4 separate regions of the Mus musculus genome follow, and regions 1, 2 and 4 are each linked to region 3. A link is a contact called in public HiChIP or PLAC-seq and promoter capture Hi-C data. All regions are on one chromosome and are shown on one strand. The core of a region is the stretch at or near the end of the contact, and the rest is flanking DNA. Distances in the headings are between cores, read along the strand shown. Region 1 holds the start of Txndc2 (thioredoxin domain containing 2 (spermatozoa)). Region 2 holds the start of Fbxl17 (F-box and leucine-rich repeat protein 17). Region 3 holds the start of AU016765 (expressed sequence AU016765). Region 4 holds the start of Ralbp1 (ralA binding protein 1).

Region 1 (3,057 bases), core at 52-2,551, 1.1 Mb before region 3:
GGAGTCTTGGCGGCGGCAGCCCCATGGGTAGGTCTGTTCTGCCATACTGCACACTGTTTGGAGACCAAATAAGATCCTTTCAGGCTATTTCATAACTGCCTAAACCTTCTTGTGCTTAAAATAGCTGGTTATTTGCTTCCTAAGTAAGACACACCCTGACTCACAGAAGGGTTCCTGGGCGACTGGGAGACATGCCTGTGCAGAAGGCAAACACACCACGAGTGGAATGGAAATTCTTCAGCACCATTAGTGTTTCGAGTGTCTTGAAATCCATCAGCTGCGAGAGGAAAAGGAAAACACCAGCAGAGCTCTGCCAAGCTAACACATGACCAAGATCCAGGCAGCAGCCACAGCAGAGGCCGATTTCCTCGCTCTCGCTAAGACAGTTGGATTTAGTGCAGCTTCAAACGCTTTTTTTTTTTTTTTAATGAATCTAAATCTTCCCCTTGAGCCTTTCCTCAATGGGATTAAGAAGGAGCTCAGAGAAGCAGGCATGACAAATTAAACGAACCTGTTAGAATTTCAGCACCCAGGGCTCTCTTTGCTGTAGCGACAGCCTTGTGTTTCAGGTTCCTCCCTCTCCCACGCAGGTGGGTACACAGAGCTCTATGGATTCACTGTGCCAGGCTCTCTGACCTCTTGCTGGTTTCCCTTGTGAAGTGTGGCCTGGCTTTGTTTGGCCCTGGGCTGAGAAGCACAAGCAATCCCTTGATGTACCAGAAGACACTGTCCTCTTTCTAATACAGTGATTCTTGCCTCTGACCATATCCCCTTTCCCAGCAGACAGGCTGCTTTGCCATCTGTAGGCCTCCATGGTCCATTAGTCTAATTGTTCCCAGCCTCACTCGGGTATGCGTAGGACGGACAGATCCTTAGCATTTCCCCTGCAGGCTTGTGTCCCCTACCCCACTGTCTTGGGCCTGCACTCACTTCTCTGCTGGGACAAATCCTGAATAGGCTATGGCATCCATTGTGGATGTGGATCTTCCTGGAGACTCCTCAGTGAGAACATCAGAGCATGACTTTCAGCTTTCAGGTTTCCTGTGGGCACATGAAGCCAACATCTACACTGATGCTTCTAGCTTGAGACCGGATATGTGCCTACCCTCTGGCTTCCCCACTCACAGCGTGGAAGAGAAATTGTCCCTTCCTCTCATCTGGGAAGCCTCATTGACATCACAATGTCATCATCCTTTGCTGCCTTGTAAAGCCCACATCCAAGGAATGAAGCCCCGTGTAACAATATCCCTTCTATGACACCAACAATTGTGAAAGGGTTGAGAAGCACTCAGCCCTAAATGAAACGCCTATATCAACCCTCCTCTACAAGGCTCCTGGGACCATCCTAGAAGAGAGGAGAAGAAGGATGCACGTGATAGGGGAAGGAATGCTGTGAGATGCTGTCTCCTGGCTGTGGCACTCACGGACTCACAGCCGCCACACAAGATCAAACCAGCAAGACCAGCCAGCGTTCCAACCGACAGCGCTAATCGGACTCAGTGGGCTGCAGAAAAGAGACGGACATGGAGTGAGGAGGGAAATGTGTTGAGATTACATGAGGAGGAGGGAAAGGGGAAGTGGGTGGGTATGATCAAGACTGGGGAGGAAGGAACAGAGAATGTATATTCTATTAGGAAAGAAATGCATGGGCTGATACCAGCATCCCTTTTTCCCTTAGTAGAATATGTTTGCTATCCAAGCCCAGATGATTACGTCGCTTCTAGTCAATGTCTCAAAGCTTCTATAGACAACATGGACATGCCACTGTCTAGACAACCTCTTTCATTTTGACTGTTAGTATATAGTGTGGTAAAAGAAACATAGAAATACATCTCTGTTAAGAATGCAGACCTTGGGCTGGAGAGATGGCTCAATGGTTAAGAGCACCTGGCTGCTCTTCTGGAGAACCCAGGTTTGATTCCCAGCACCCACATGACAGCTCGCAACTGTCCGTAACTCCAGTTTTGGGGGATCTGATGCTCTTTTATGGCCTCTTTGGACACCGGGCATGTAAGTGGTGCCTACAGACAGACCTGTAAACAAAAACCCATAAACATAAAATAATTTAAAACTTTGCCTTAAATGCAAAACTTCAATTTTCACATATATTCTTGGGACTGGATGGCTAGGCAGAGTAAATTCGGAAAGCAAGCAAGCGACCTCGAAAAAGATAACAGAACTCTTTCTGAAAGGTGTGTGTGCGCACACATGCGTGCCCAGGAGCATATGTGTGTACCCACACATGAGCATGCTTACTTGCACATGAGTAGTCTGCACTTACAGGAGGAGTGTGTGTGTGTCCATGCGCATGTGCATATGTGTATGTGCGTGTGCATGCACATGTACAAGAGCAAGCATGCGCTTTGTGTTGCTAAAGATGGAACCTAGTGCTAGGCAAGTTATACGATTGAGCTTCACCCCAGCCTGTGGAAAGGTAATTCGGTTGTAGTTATGCCTAGTGAGGTACACATGGCTGATCCAACTGGGACTAGCCACAAGGCAGAAGGTAGGAGGATGGTGACACATGAGGAGGGCTTATGGAGGAGGGAAAAGACAGTCCAGCAGGAGATACATATTTGCTATCATGTGATACTTCTCAGAGGCAATGCTTAGGAGAAAGCTACAGTGAGTACTGTAGTTTGTTCTCAAGTGTTTGTGAGTTGGAAGCTTCTAGTATAGGAATGCTGAGAGGTGACCTAGTGTCTTCGGGGGATCGTCCTTCAGGAGGGACTAAGGAGGTTCTCCAGGGAGCCTAAGTAAGTTGTAAGAAAGTACTAGTTAGTTTCATTTCAACTTGACACTACTGGAGTCATCTCAGAGGGAGATTCCCCAGTTGAAAAACTACATGTGGGAGATTGGGCTGTGGACAAGCCTGTGGGGGCACTTTCTTAATTAGTAATTGATGTAGGAGGCCCCAGCCCACGGTGGGTGATATCACCTCTGGGCTAGTGGTCCTGGGTTCTATGAGAAAGGAGGTTGAGCAAACCATGAGAACAAGCCAGTGAGCAGCACGTCTCCATGGTCTCTGCATCAGCTCCAGCCTCCAGGATGCTACCC
Region 2 (3,005 bases), core at 340-2,839, 1.1 Mb after region 3:
ATTCTATTTTATTTTTAATTCAAGAGTAGTGGTGCACTGAATATTCCAGCTTCCTCATTCTCCCACTGACAGACATCTGGGCTCCTTGAGAGTTTTGCTCTCATCAGTACATTTGCGTTTCCATACAAGTCTTTTTGCAGACAGGACTTTATTTCTCTTGGTGAACACAAGATGTGGGTCTTTATGTGCCAAAGGGTAGACGAATGCTTGACTTACAAGAAACTGACAGGGCTGTACTTTCTGCACAATTTTAGCTTCATTTGCTCTAGAAAAGAGCCAAGCCGAGATGGCCATAACTTGACGATTCACGAATGGAGCTCTGAGAGCCTGGAAGACCCTTTCCTCGATTACAGGCAGAAGAACCATGGGCATGTGGGGGATATCCGTAGGTGAAGGAGTTCAGACAGCACATTTGAGAGTAACAAATATGTGAATATCTGGACAAATCTTTTTCCCATTGGTTTTTGAAATTCTGATATCCTCAACTCTCTCCCCGGTAGCTTTTGAATATACCCAGGGAGTATATTCTTCAGCAGGGAGGGGTGGGGCTTCTTTTAATGAAGAGTAGAAACTGCCAGAAACAAATCACCTCATTTCTTCGCAGCCTTTGTTTCTTTTCTGCCACTCCCCCCACTGACACTTTTTCTAAAGTCCTCTCCACTGCCTGATCCACTGCTTTGGACTCTTAGCATGGTTTCAAAGTTCCCTCCAAAACTTACCCTGAAATTTGCTACTGTTAACAGTATGCATGCAACATTCCTAAGGGGGTCCTTTAAGAGGTGATGAGGACACTAGAGTTCCGCCCTCCAGGAACAAATTGTTACCACAAGAGTAGGTTCCCGATAAAAAATGATAGACAGTTTCCGGCGCTTTTACCCTGCCACTTAGCTGACACTGCATGTTATTCTACTTTCCAAAGCCTCCAGAGCGAGATAAACTTCTTCATAGTTTACTGTTGTATGTAGCATTGTTATAGCAGCAGAAGAGACTAAGACAACTAACTTTCCCTACCTTCTCCCCTGTGAAAGCTGACCTCTCCCCATCCGAGAACCTGTGTCATCACTGTAACTTAAGACTTCTGAAGTCTGATCAACTTGCATGTTTTAGTTCCCCACCTTAGCCACCAAAGTCTGTCCTAAGGGCACCACACTAATATTCACAGAGTGGACAGACTGGATTTCAAGGTGTCAAACAACAGTAACATTGAGCTTGGAGCCTGGAATGTTGGAGTGTTTTTTCCAGCGTGTATACCTGTTTTCAGCGTGATACATGTTTTCAGCCCGCAATTGTGTGCAAAGGCAGCAGTATGCAACAGGTGCCTAGACACAGGAGTAGAATCAGTGTAGTCACCTAGCTAACGGATCCTTACTGGACTGTCACCCATCACCCAAGGGCTCAGGCCTCTCAGGTGGAACTGGTTCTTCCGTTCTCAATTGGCCTCAGTTTCCGAGTCAGGGCGATGGTGGGGTGGGAAGTGAAGGGGAAGAGCCAAGCTGAGCCTGGCCAATGGCAGCTCTTGAACTTACACCTCCAGACGTCAGCGCGGCCGTGGAAACGGATGTCACCCAGCTGGCTCGGAAGCGTCTCCATCCGCTTCGGGAGAGGGGCGTGAGCCCGGAGGCGTCCAGGCCACCTCCGTGTGCAGCCGGAGGGAGTGCGCGGCCCCGTCAGCGCGCAGCCCCGAGGTCCCCGCTTCTCCCCCGGCGGCGCTCCCGCCCCTGGGTGAGACCCGCGCGCCCCCGCGGGCGGCTCCGCCCCCTCCCGGAGCGGGCGGCGCGCTCCCGCGGCGACGGGCCGTGTCGCGGGCTCGCGCGCCGCCGGCCCAGCCGCAGTTAAAATGGTCCGAGTCGGGCCCGCGCTGCCCCCGCCGCGGCGCTGACTGACTGAACCGGCTGGCCTGGCCGGCAGACTCGCTTCCCTCCCTCGCGTCCCCACAGCTCGCGCCCGTCCTCCTCCCGGCTCCCCGGGGGGCAAAGCATGTAGCCCGCGTCGGGCACCCGGGCGGCCCGCAGCTGACGCCCACCCCCGCCGTCGCGTGTGCCGGGTGCGCGGCGCGGGCGACCCAGCCAGCGGCCTGCCCCGCCGCCGGAGCCCGCCCCTCGGGCCTCCCTCTCCCGCCCCGTCCCGGTCGCCCTCCTCGGGGCCTTCTATATGGGCCACCTTCTCTCGAAGGAGCCGCGTAACCGCCCGAGCCAGAAGAGGCCTCGCTGCTGCAGCTGGTGTCGCCGCCGGCGCCCTCTCCTCAGACTGCCCCGCCGGGCTCTGGCCAAGGCGTCCCCGCAGCCCGCGGCGCCCCGGAGCCGGGACTGCTTCTTCCGCGGGCCCTGCATGCTCTGCTTCATCGTGCACAGCCCCGGCGCGCCCGCCTCCGCCGGCCTAGAGGAGGAGCCGCCGCTCTCGCCACCGCCGCCGCCGCCGCGGGACGGGGCCTACGCCGCCGTCTCCTCGCAGCACTTGGCGCGGCGCTACGCGGCCCTGGCCGCCGAGGACTGCGCCGCCGCCGCACGCCGCTTCCTGCTGTCCTCGGCCGCCGCCGCCGCCGCCGCTGCCTCGTCGCCCGCGTCCTGCTGCAAGGAGCTGGGGCTGGCCGCCGCCGCCGCCTGGGAGCAGCAGGGCCGGAGCCTCTTCCTGGCCGGCGTGGGGCCCGTGCGCTTCCTGGGACCGCTGGCCGCCGTGCAGCTCTTCCGGGCACCGCCGGCGCCGCCGCCGCAGGCCGAGCCCGCCACGGCCCTCGAGATGGTTTGCAAGCGGAAAGGGGCCGGGGTCCCCGCCTGCACCCCCTGCAAGCAGCCCCGTTGCGGCTGCGGGGGCTGCGGCGGGGGCGGCGGCGGCGGGGGAGGGCCCGCGGGAGGAGGTGCCTCGCCGCCGCGGCCGCCCGATGCCGGCTGCTGCCAGGCCCCGGAGCAGCCCCCGCCGCCGCTCTGCCCCGCGCCCGCCTCTCCCGCCTCAGAGTGTGCCCCCATCGTGGCCGCCGCCGGGGACACAGTCCGAGCCGGGGGCACCGC
Region 3 (3,071 bases), core at 199-2,698:
ACTGAACTCCTAAAAGCCCTGAATGGTAGGTGTTATTATCCCGTCTGCGAATGAAGAAATAGAAGCCTAGGAAAAGTAAAAGCCCTGCTTCGGGCTGTAGAGCTGGTTTTCAATTCTGACTCCTACTGTCTCAAGGTGAATTATGGTACTTTACAGGTCACGGGACCCTGGCCCGTGCGTCGGCTCCTTTGATTCCCGTGATCCCACTGGGATGGACACAGCTTGATGACGATGACATACGTTCTAATTCATAAAACCACCAAGGCTACAGGAGGCTGTGAGCTTCTGAGATCACACAGAAACCGTGTGGCTGAACTAGAAGCCAGGGAGGGCTCTGAAAGTTGCCAGTGTTTTCTCCCTAGCTACTGAAATGTATTGTCAGATGTCCATGAACCTGGGCAGGAGATGAAAGAGGCAGAAAGCGAACTACCAGCTAGGAGTAAAACCATGAGAGGATGGGTAGGTAGCCAAGGAGGCAACCTATCACAGGAACTTGTTGGCAGGCAGGATGGAGCCATGGGGAGTCTGCCTAGGCTCAGAGTTTTAAGCAAAGGCCAGAATAAACGTGCATCCTGTCTCAAATTCATTCATCTGCTCAACAAATGGATCCCAAACACATGTCAAGCAAGGAGGTATTCAAGAACCAGTAACGCAGACAGCTATCAGCATGGTGGGAGCCATCGCCTCCGAGTCGAGCCTAGATCTTACACTCCAGGGATGGAGGACAGCTAGTTTGTGTAGCATTTGTTATATATATAATTATCACTTAGGGCTGATGGCAAGTCACCAAGTCATGCCAAATGACTCATAAAATTCCCAAAAAACTTACATTTACAATACCACTGAAACCATCCACTTCTTACTATGTATGTGACTTATGTATCCGTTGAGTAGGTAGGCAGTTCTAAAGGGGGTTGAGAACTGTTTCCAGGTGAAGGGAGTGGTGTCAAAGTTGGGAAAGTGTAGTGATTTTAGTTTTAATGTAGACAGTTTTGAGTTTTAATGCAGTAGGAGGTCAGAAGAACCCAAAGCATACCTAGAAATGCCTACAGGTAGTGCTAAAAGGAATATATCCCAGGCCATTTATCCTTACCTAAACAAAGAAACAAAACTAATCCAATAACCAAGAAAACAAAAACAAAAGCCTCCCACCATCACCAATAACAGACCAAATCCACAACAATAGTATTTATAGAAAAAAAAAAAAAAAAAGAGGCAAACTAGAGGATTCATGAACTACCTACAGCTTTAGCCAATCAACCAGTTGACATTTTAGCTTAACTAGTTAATTGCTTAAAGCTGATAATGATTGTCCAAAGGGTTTCCTACCACCAATCAAATTCAGTTCCTCTGATTATTCTGCATTGGTTGGTCCAGAACCTTCTGGGTTCTTGTTTTCCAGGAGAAAGGGTAGAGTATTACTCAGCACCTGCTAAGAGTCTAGATCCTTGCTCTTCCTGACTCAGGAGACAGACGACTTCAGTAAGTCCGACTTCCCTCCCGCTGTTCTGCTCCTCCAGGCTCACTTCATCCAGCCAGGTGGAACTTGATGACACATGATCCCACACAAGAATACACCGAACTGAGTCTTACTGAGGATCCGTGCTGGCGTGGACTGGAGCTGAGGTCAGGAGGTGAGAAGCTCACTGAGAAGAGGAGGCAGACAGGTGCCTCCAAGGCAGTTGGGGGAACACCAAACCTCTTCTATCCAGCTTGATTGTTCTGCCTGGGGCTGGCAAAATCTGCACATTCTAAGCTATCAACAGATATAGAGGGCTAATGAGAAGAGATGCGGGTCAAAGAAAGTAAGGTAAGATAAATGGGAAGGATTTCCTGCCTCCTGTCTTCTCTAAGAACCATGCAAAAGGCATTTGACAGCAAATAAGAGTGTACAGCTGTTATGGCTTCCCATGGAGATTAAAGGCCAGTCTTGGCAATACTCTGCCGTACTTAGCAGCATGTGTGAAATCACTCATGGAATGCTTTTCACTCTGTGCATTTTATCATTTTTTTAAAAATCCATGGTATGAGACTGAATTCTTTGTCCTTGCGGTGAAGTGAACCACCAGACTGATTTTCAATGATAGTACAATTTCTGCCTACCTAAGGAAGGAAGGGAAAAAAAAAGTTACAAGTGGTGTTTGGTTCTACTTGGGAATTTCTGAAGGCCTTCTAGGGTGGGGTTTACTCATGGTGGTTGATAACCAGGAAATGCTCCATGCTCATGGGAAATTGGTCACATGTCTTGGCGATGACAATATAGTTAGTTGGGGAGGGGGTGTTAACTCAGACTGTGTAAATAAAACTGACTGAAATCTTTGGGATTGGGTAAATATGTCAAAGAGACAAAGTCAAACAAAAAGGTCTCAGAAACAAGCACCCATTGCCAAGAAAGATCCTCGTCCTTGCGGCACCGAAGCGTGGTGATCAATGACAATGCAGAGCTATGATGACGCGCTGAGAGGATGCTAGTGGGGCCTGAAATCCTTGCCAGCCTTGAGCTTCAGCATCCTCCCGTGGCCAGGCCCATACACACCGCAGCTGTCAATCATCACCATCATCTATTTGGTGTGTCTGACTGTTTGATTCCACAATCTGAATTCTTGATGAAACAATAGATTCTAGCACATTTCCAGCAACCCATGATGATTCCCAAAACACATTTCTGATCATAATTTTTTTTTTAATATAAACATCTTTCAATTTATAGCTACTTGGGCCTATTTCATTTCTTTTTTCTCTCCGGGTCACTAGAACTATGATATATATATATGTGTGTGTGTGTGTGTATGTGTGTATGTGTGTGTGTATATATATATATATATGTATGTATGTATATGTGTGTGTGTGTATGTATTTGTTAAAACACCATCACCAACTTTTATCCCAAATTTCAACACTCAGGGAACCTAAATTCCTAATTAGAGTGAAAAACCCCAACATCAAAAAATTAGAAGTCCACAAAAAAAACCCACACTGCCTCTAGAACCTAGTTTGACTACTTCCTTGATCCCAACATATAAGGACACTTTGGAAAAAAATGAAAAGAGAAAATCAAGTGTCCCAAGTAA
Region 4 (2,951 bases), core at 213-2,712, 1.3 Mb before region 3:
CTAAAACAGTTACCAGCGGAAATGGTTATGTGGTGTTCCTTAAGGGGGAGGGAAGACTGCTGAGAAACAGCCAATAAATATGCTCTTTATTTGCACCTCCATTAGCACAAATAAATAATAAAAAAAAGTGTGCATAGATTACTCCTGGATTGGCTCACGTAAACGCGGCACTTAAAGGCTCTGCAGAAACTATGGCTCAGAAGGAAGTCAGTCTTCACTCTTGCTTTTCCCTCTCCCTTGCTGTGTCCCCCACTTCTCTGCTTTCAGCCTTATTCACTTCCACGGTGAACGAGTCACGTGATGTTACACGTAAATTACTCAGTTAAAAAAAAAAAAAAAAGCCTCTTTCCCCACCTCATTATCCCATATGTCAATTCCAGGGAAGGCTCCATAAAGCCCCGCTCAGGCAGTGCTTATCCCTTGACCAAATCAGAACTGCCAGCGGGAAGGAGTAATTTAACTGGCGTACTCACAGGCCATCTTCTCATGGAGGCTGTTTTATTGCTACAGGGGTTGTGGAAAGGTCCCTCTAGGACCTCAGTGTTCCACTGGGAGTGACTCTTTTGCACAAGGGGATGGACTTGTCATATTTGAGCAAAGATGGCTTGGGAGTGTAGCACACGATGGATCAGTGAAGAAGCAGACACTAGAAATCTCATCTCTCTTCTGACTGCCAATGTCATAAACCCAGAATAATTCCATGGAGTGCTGTTTATTACAGTATGCACCAGCCAACACGTTTTCCGTCCTTCGTGGGGGACTTCTGGAGGATACGCAGCTGTTTCTATTTGTAAGCTGAACGTGATGCTGTGCGGCTTTAACTCGGGTATGGATTGCTAACTGCGGAGGCAAGTGGGTGGGAGCCAGCAGTTTCCCGCAAGTCAACACACTTCAGGGGTCCTGCGGATTGCCCAGCCCTGGCCCCAGAAGCCTCCTTTCTCCAAACCCCCAGGCAAGAATTCTCCAAAGGAAGATCTCCGCCCAAAGAAGGCCAGCAAGGTGCTCCGCCCAGAGGCGGGGTGGGTCAGCAGCCCAGGCTGGTTTAACTGGTTGGAACCACTTAAAGTACGCAGACGCTGGGGGGAAAAGTGTCACTCTCAGTAGCTGCGGACACCAGGCCAGAGCTTGGGGAGGAACGCGCTTTCTTTCCAGCAGAGCTCCGCAGGGCTCCCACACTGTTTTCACTTGGATTCGCTCCGGTAGGTGTGTGTGTTCCACTCGCTCCCCAGAACACTGCGCAGGCGCCTGCAGAGCCTTAGCGTTTGGCGCATCCTCTCGCGGGTTCCCTGTTCCCCCTTAACGAGTTCCAGCTCGGGAGGCGCGGTGCTTTCTGGGCGTTGTGGTTTATGTCGGAGACAAGGGCCCTACAGCAGCGGGGCGTTGGGTTAACTAGAACTACAACTCCCGGCGTGCCCCACGCGAGGACGCGGGGCGTTTGCCCTAGCCGGCCCTAGCCGTCACGGCCAAGGAGCCGAGGACCCGGGAAGCCGGCTGCGGCGGGAGGAGGGCGTGCGCGTGCGCGCTGGGCCGGCTCGTCCTGTTCTGTCCCAATCATTGTAAACAGGCGAAGGCTGGGCGGGGTGGGAATGGGGCTCCCGCGGCCGGCCCGGGGTGCAGCGCAGGAGGCGGCGGTTGTGGCGGAAGCGTGAGTGCGAGGAGGCGGCGGCGGCTGCAGCGGAGCGGACGGTCGCTCGGCGGCAGGCACTGGTCAGTGGCGGGGAGCGGACGCTCGCGGGGGTCGCAACGCTGCGGCGGTGTCCGTGGGAGCCGTCGGGCGCCCGGCCTCGCGCCCGCGCCTGTCACGCAGCGTGCCGGGCTTGGGATCCCGGGCTCGGAATGGGAGTTGGGGGTGGGGGGCGTGGCCGCCCCGCCTTACGTTGTCCGTGAAAGCTTCACCCCGGAGCTTGCTCCTTTGGGGTGGGTCACGCCGCCTGCCCGACAGGCCTCCTTGGGAGCACCCGGGTGTGTCCTGTGTTGCTCTGGGACCCAGAGGCTAGTTGGGAGTCCAGCTGCTTCCTCGGACCCTTCCAGGCCTCGGGGCATCCCTGCGGGCCACACCTGGCCGGAGCTGCGGCCGGGGACTGGCCTGACGCAAGCCTTCCGGTTTATGGGTCGCATCTGCCTCGCGCATCTGGCTCGCCCACCTGTCTCCGTGTTTGCCGGGTAGAGTCGGGGGAACAGCTCCTGTTGTCGCCCGTGGCAGGCGTTGGGCAAGGGGACGACCCTGTTTGCAGTGGTACTTGTTCCAGGGTTCAGAAGTGTTCTGTCTGATCTGGAGTTAGGAGCTCCATTCTCAACGGCGTTTTCAAGCGTTTTCGTACCAGAGTGTTCTCAGTCGAGGCCAGCTTTCTTTTTCCATCTTTTAAATATGTCGTTGTGAAACAGGTTTGACGAATTACTCCACTTTCCAGTCTCCTGAAGTAGGTAGGGCTGGTTCAAGTTTGGAGATTATTACAAGGATTCTTCCAGAGAGAGCAGCGTGCGTACCCTAAGGTTTTTAGAGATCACAGCTGTTTTCATTAGAGGTCTGTGCTTGTGACAGAAGTGCTATAGTGTGGGCATTGAGCTGTTGCACTGCCCAGCTTTGGTGGTGTTGATGGAACGGGGGTGGGCTAACACTGGTGCTTTGGGGTAGCATTACCTATACTTGGCCGTTATTAACAAAGTACTCAGTGATAAGTTATAAGCCTACTTTTGGTTTAGTGTTCAGACAGCACTTTAAGGAAAGGTCCCATCACTTTCTGTAGTAGGAATTATCTCGATGATTTCAAGGTCCTGGATGTCTTCTTCAAAATGAAGAACTCCTGTTAGTGGTGTTAGCATTTTCAGAGGTCTGCAGTCAGTAGAGTGCTTCTTGTTTTTCAGTGTGTCCCATAGACCCAAGAGAGATAGGTTAGTTTAATAGCAGTTGCTGTTAAGTAAATTTTAAAACGAAGTATCTAGAAGCCAGC

What was found. Promoter capture Hi-C pulls out the DNA fragments that hold promoters and counts their contacts. HiChIP or PLAC-seq counts read pairs in DNA pulled down with a chosen protein or histone mark.
Region 1: a promoter capture Hi-C map of embryonic stem cells shows a contact between it and region 3, with 3 times the contacts expected there. The contact joins the promoter of Txndc2 here to the promoter of AU016765 in region 3. A contact is called at or near these places in 2 of 39 promoter capture datasets (embryonic stem cells and hippocampal neurons), 1 of 115 datasets of contacts at active chromatin or transcription factors (embryonic stem cells) and 1 of 9 other capture datasets (embryonic stem cells).
Region 2: an H3K27ac HiChIP or PLAC-seq map of embryonic stem cells shows a contact between it and region 3, with 2.8 times the contacts expected there. The contact joins the promoter of Fbxl17 here to the promoter of AU016765 in region 3. A contact is called at or near these places in 2 of 39 promoter capture datasets (embryonic stem cells and hippocampal neurons) and 2 of 115 datasets of contacts at active chromatin or transcription factors (embryonic forebrain and embryonic stem cells).
Region 4: a contact with region 3 is called in a promoter capture Hi-C map of embryonic stem cells, with 2.7 times the contacts expected there. The contact joins the promoter of Ralbp1 here to the promoter of AU016765 in region 3.

The regions. Positions count from the first base shown.
Region 1 is chr17:65,640,448-65,643,504 of GRCm38.p6, reverse strand. Txndc2 (thioredoxin domain containing 2 (spermatozoa)) reads left to right here and starts at 1,301. Exons shown (of 3, transcript NM_001146002.1): 1 at 1,301-1,528. The coding sequence starts at 1,524. Gm35477 (a long non-coding RNA gene) reads right to left here and starts at 1,195. Exons shown (of 5, transcript XR_003952220.1): 1 at 1,126-1,195; 2 at 512-1,041; 3 at 165-277; 4 at 1-53.
Region 2 is chr17:63,499,164-63,502,168 of GRCm38.p6, reverse strand. It overlaps Fbxl17 (F-box and leucine-rich repeat protein 17), which reads left to right and starts at 1,589. Exons shown (of 9, transcript NM_015794.1): 1 at 1,589-3,005. The coding sequence starts at 2,152.
Region 3 is chr17:64,553,967-64,557,037 of GRCm38.p6, reverse strand. It overlaps AU016765 (expressed sequence AU016765), which reads left to right and starts at 1,448. Exons shown (of 4, transcript NR_045899.1): 1 at 1,448-1,634.
Region 4 is chr17:65,883,434-65,886,384 of GRCm38.p6, reverse strand. It overlaps Ralbp1 (ralA binding protein 1), which reads left to right and starts at 1,462. Exons shown (of 10, transcript NM_001198949.1): 1 at 1,462-1,707.